Linked DNA regions of Gossypium hirsutum: region 2 is linked to region 1. A link is a contact called in public Hi-C data. All regions are on one chromosome and are shown on one strand. Each heading gives the region's core, a stretch centred on a gene start, on an enhancer-like site or on the middle of the called end of the contact. The rest is flanking DNA. Distances are from core to core; before and after follow the strand shown. Region 1 overlaps LOC107889568 (protein ROS1A). Region 2 holds the start of LOC107889566 (serine/threonine-protein kinase CTR1).

What was found. Hi-C and Micro-C count contacts between places; a contact is called where the count stands out from the background.
Region 2: a contact with region 1 is called in a Hi-C map of leaf, with 2.3 times the contacts expected there. The contact joins the promoter of LOC107889566 here to the enhancer-like site in region 1. A contact is called at or near these places in 4 of 34 Hi-C or Micro-C datasets (anther, callus and leaf).

What each region holds. Positions count from the first base shown.
Region 1 is chrA09:73,051,247-73,053,946 of Gossypium_hirsutum_v2.1, forward strand. It overlaps LOC107889568 (protein ROS1A), which reads left to right. Exons shown (of 21, transcript XM_016814044.2): 21 at 1-174. Among protein-coding and RNA genes, the nearest start is that of LOC107889567, 9.1 kb to the right of the region's middle. Within about 2 kb of position 1,450, at least 3 of the 9 cell types and tissues checked have an H3K27ac peak or open chromatin away from gene starts, as enhancers often do. A contact at or near this core is called in leaf, where this site is marked.
Region 2 is chrA09:73,087,986-73,090,685 of Gossypium_hirsutum_v2.1, forward strand. LOC107889566 (serine/threonine-protein kinase CTR1) reads left to right here and starts at 1,275. Exons shown (of 17, transcript XM_041076665.1): 1 at 1,275-2,179; 2 at 2,646-2,700. The coding sequence starts at 1,574.

The sequences.
Region 1 (2,700 bases), core at 200-2,699:
AAATAACAATGTACGATAAACGAGAGTGGAATTGCATTTTACAATACTGACGTGGTTTGTAGGAAAATGTGAAAATCTTTGTATAACTCATAATCACAAAGCCATGTAGTGCTAATACTGTTTAAGAAGGTTCTAATTACTTAGTTTCATGCTCAAACTTTGAGCAATTCTTCAGAGATCAGCTTCAACAAACGCTGCCTAATGCTAATTGACCAAACTTTTCCTACAATGAAAATAATATACGGCCAAGGCCATCGTCAAGCCTCTAAATGTGCACACGGACATAAATGCTTTTATCCCTTAACAATTGATAAACAATTAAAGGAAAAACGAGTGAAGCTTACGGGAATGTTCAGAATGAAAAGGTGGTCCAGTTTGTGATCTGGGAAAGACAGTGATGAAGTATAAACTCAGAAAAAATTATGAGAACTTGTTAATATGGGAATGTCACCCAGAAATTACAGTTGAGACGGATTGGCAAACAACTAAGGAATCTAGGAAACTGCGTATCAGAATTTAGGGTTTTAAGTTTAGCTCAATTAGTTCATATTATTATCTTTATCAAAAAAATATCAGCGTACAGTATTCAAAAATTCGACTGAATTAGTCTAACTGTTTTTGATAAAGTAACTTCTAGTTCATACAACTATTTTTAATAAAGTAGCATCTATCAGGCTTGAGGTTTAAATTCAACACATACAACATTTCTAAAATAGCATATAACAAGTTTGGCCAAAATAACTGAATGTCGGATAGAACTCAGAAAAAAAAACGATTACACTCCAATTGCGTAATGATCTCAAATGCCAATTCATATTCTAGAGTTTCAACGTTACCAATTACCTTGCTCAAGTTCGGCAAAAATCCAAGCAGTTATGCGTTCTATCTCAAGAAACCGAATAGCATAGAATTATATGTCTCAATATTGAATCGTGGAAAGAAATACTGAACGAATCAACGCTTTAAGCTCTTTACAGAAAAAAATATAGACAAGATCGAAAAATTCATCATAATTGTTAAATGCTTCTTTCCCCAAAATAGCTAAATTAAACAGTAGCAAACCTGGGGGAGAAATGAGATAAAAGCGCAGGAAAGCTGCACCGGATAACAGTTTGAATGGAAAGAAAAAAAAGCGAACCGCGTTTCATTTTTCTTTAATCGAAACAGCAGATCTAAGGGCACATGAAAATATCAGGAATAAAAAGCTCGACTTTATTTAAACACTAGACAATTTTAAACGAAAGATAAACATTCAAATGGACGATCTGGATCGAGAAACGAACCTCTTTTTGAATTTGTAGGATAATGAAAGAAAATGATGAAGCAGCAGATGATTTAGTTTGAGAAAGATGACAGGGTAGTGTTGGAGAATTTGCCGCCTTTTTTCTCTTTCTCGGCTCCTTTCCCTCCTTAAATTTGAAGGCCCCTTCGTTTTTTCAGCCCCTGTGATGCTCGGCTGGCGCTGGGCTCCTGATCGGACTTAGCGGCCTGTATTTCACTGGCTTATTGATCCAAGCTTTAGAGGGCATTTGTTCTGTTAAATACTTAAACATTTAGGCCTGGAATATTTTCCAGGTTTTCATTTTTTTCTTTTTAAGTATTTTCCAGATTTTCTTTATTCAATATCTGAAAGATTAACATGTATGTTTGTGTCTTTGAAATATATTTATGCATGGTGCTTTACTTGCGAGTTAGTTTTTTTTTTATCAGTACGATACTACTTGTTATTTAAGTAATCAAATTTGGCATTGATATGAAATAAATATTTTATCATAAATATTATGTGATTTCTCCGATGGTCCAATATGATAATAATATATCAAATATTAACGTATTGAATGAAAAATAATTATAATTGAGGTATTTTTCATGTTTGTGTTTTATGACTAATGAAGATTAATTTTTTCGGGGATATATGGTTGCTCCCAACAATATCGTCTCCAAAGTTTGAATATATATTTTTCCTTAATAGTACAAGATTTGAAAAGAAAATATTTTATACTTCGAAAATTTGGGTTCCATTTAATTTCTAAAAATATTTTTTATTTATATTTATATTTTCTTTTTCTTTTTTTAAAATTTTTTATTTTTTATTTTTCATTTTTTAAAAATTGAATAACACAAATATATATTGTTTAAAAAAAACTTAAGAGTTTTCAAACTTTGGTAAAAAAATCAATTAAGCTTATTCGCAAAAAAACGCACTTAATTAAATACCTAAACTCTCAAATCATATCAATTAAGTTCCTTAACCAATATTTTTCGTTTTGACCATTACATCATTGACGTGGCCATTAATGACGCGGACATGATGGTCTATGTCGAAAAAAATTTATTTAAAATTATTTAAAATTTTTATATTCAAAATGAAACTTGACAAATGGATGTCCAAGAACGATTGTCCAAGTTCTTGAACAATCATTTGTCCATTAAAATTATAAATTTTTAAACATTGTTCAAATTTTAAAAAATATTAAATTTTAAAAACATAAAAATTATCAAAAAAATCATTTAAAAGTTTAAGCTGAAATGAATTCTGGACATGTGGTTGTTTAGACTGAATTCAAGATAACTTTTATAAATTATATAAAGTTTAAAAATAAAGATCAAAAATATTTTCTTTAAAGTATGAGATTTCCATCAATAATTTAATTTTATCGGTAATTTTTAAGCTATATAAAATAAAAAATAATAATTTAG
Region 2 (2,700 bases), core at 25-2,524, 37 kb after region 1:
AAATGCAGTTGGAAAGTTGGGAGTTTAATTTCACAATGTGTATATGTTGTTGCTACCCCTTACCACCTTTTTGGTGGAGCTATTGATGTGATTGTTGTTATGCAACAAGAGGGACATTTCGAAGCACGCCATGTTATGTTCGGTTTGGGAAGCTTCAAGGTGTTTTAGCGGGGGCCGAAAGGATTGTTCGTATAATTGTTAATGGCATTGGAGTAGACTTCCATGTCTCTTGATAACTATAGGGAAGCATATTTTCTAAGGGAGGTTGATGCTGGGAAAGGATTTTCCACAAATGGAGAACTGAAAGATTTTGATTGGGAAGTGATATAGGATGGTGGTAATAAATACATTGCTCAAATTTGTAAACTTCAACACCTCAAAGTCCAGGGTGACTCTGTTGAAGGGTGAATTTAATATTATTAATTTGAAGCGACTTGAAAGAGCGAAATTTAATAAGTGGTGATTGAGAGAATCAGAGTAAGTAAAAACCTCAAAAATTAAGAAACTTATGATAGGATGTAGATTTCACCATTAATATCCTTTGTTCTTTAGATTTCATTTCTTTTTGTTTTTTGGGGGTTTTTATTGTTTTGTTAGTTTAATGTAAAGTGAAAAGAAAAAAGATACTAACGTTAACGAAAATAAATGGTGGTTAAAAAATAGTTTAATATATGTGTCAAAAAAGATTAACGGGGCACATAATAAGACATAAAGAGAAGATAAAAAATTTTAAGTTAAAAGCAAAATATATAAATAAATATAGATTCACAGATAAATAAATGAGTCGTGTTAAAACTATTATTCCCCAACTCAAAATAAAGAGAAAATTTGTATAGATTATTGAAATTAAATTGATTTCTATAAAGAGGTGTTAACATGATTGTTTTGACCCATAACACTAGGGTGATCTCAAATTAATTCCCACTTATTTCTTATTTACTTATCAATTAAATATTGTTAATAAAATTGACAAAAAGATTTAAAGTGAGGTTAAGAATCATAGATTAATAAAAAATTATAGAAATTAAATTCTTAAAATAATAAAAAATTAAATTCTGAATTAAAGAGAAATAAAAGCCAGTTCACTGGGGCACAGGTGCGTGAACTCACGTGCTAATTAGTTAAGTTATCCAATTCCTTTTCGGAATAAGGAATGTTGGAGCAGGCAGTAGCAATCGAGCCAGCCAAACAAACCGAAACAGGAAAATATAATATTTTATCTTTTATATTTGGAAAATTAGAAAAGGAAAAAGAGTAAATGAAAATCATCCAATGAACGTTTGACCATAAATCCCACTTTTCAGACTTTTCCTGAAAGGAAAAAGAAAGAAACGATGAGAATATTACGATTACGCCAACCGATAAAACTGGTATCGTTTTCTGTTTCTTTCTCTTTCGGACAATCGAATTCTAGAAAGAGAGAAAAAAATTAACTCACTGAGGTCTACCAAAAAAAGGAAAGAAAAAAGAAAAATTAGAGAGATAGCAAAGCTAAAAAGCCTGAAATATTCAACAATGGCGATTCGTAGGGCTTCTAGGGTTTTGTGATCATCGATTGCTTTAGTGATTATCAATGGAAATGCCCGGTCGAAGATCCTACTACTCTCCCCTTACCCAGTATCCAGACGACCAGTACTCCGTGTCCATATCAGGAGCTCCACCGCCATATTACGACTCGCTTTCGAGCGAGGTCTCAAGTAATAAGAATAGCAAAGTGAAACCGGGTTTAATCGATTGGGATCAGAATCAGAGCCAGAACCAGCAGCAAACGAGTCGAATTGGCGGCGGCGGTGGCGGAGGAGTTGGGAATACTTATGCTTCGTCGATTGTGACGCAACGTCAATCGAGCGGGAGCAGCTTCGGCGAGAGCTCGTTATCGGGAGATTATTATGCGCCGACCATTTCTACGACAGCTGTGAACGAGATCAGTGCATTCATGTACGGTTATGATGAGTGCTTTAGGCATGTGGATATGAGAGCGAAAGTTGGCGGTTCATCGGGGAAAAGCTGGGCGCAGCAAACGGAGGAGAGTTATCAGTTGCAGTTGGCGTTGGCTTTGAGGCTTTCCTCGGAAGCTACCTGTGCTGATGATCCGAATTTTTTAGATCCAGTTCCGGATGATTCCGCAATTCGGGCAGGTAGCTCAGGCTCTGCTGAGACAGTTTCTCATCGGTTCTGGGTACGTTTTCGTGTAAATTTCCTTGTTCGTAACTCTTATGAATTTCTTGAAATGGATTTGACGCTCAGCGGCTCACTAAGGCTAGTAGCTCGAAGAAAGATGCCTAGGTGAATAAAATAGTTCTCTCAGTGAATGGATTTAGTTTTTAGATGATTTTGAAGATATACTGTGATTTTGCAAAATATATCATACTATGTATGTGATTTCTTTCCTCTTATTATGAACCCATGCAGATGATAGGATGTAAAAAGTAAGGTTGATGCTGACAGTACTTTTCGGTTGTTCTGATGTTTGGTGAATGCATTTATACCTATGTTATGTATTGTTAATGTGGGTAAAGTGGGACTATATTAGCTACACAGCATCTAAAATACACATGCTTAGATTTTGAAGTTAGTTAAGTTTCGGGATTTGGTTGATAAAAGTTTGGAATTCAAGATTTCCTTTTCAATATTATGTGCATCAGGTGAATGGCTGCCTATCATACTTTGACAAAGTTCCTGATGGGTTCTATTTGATTC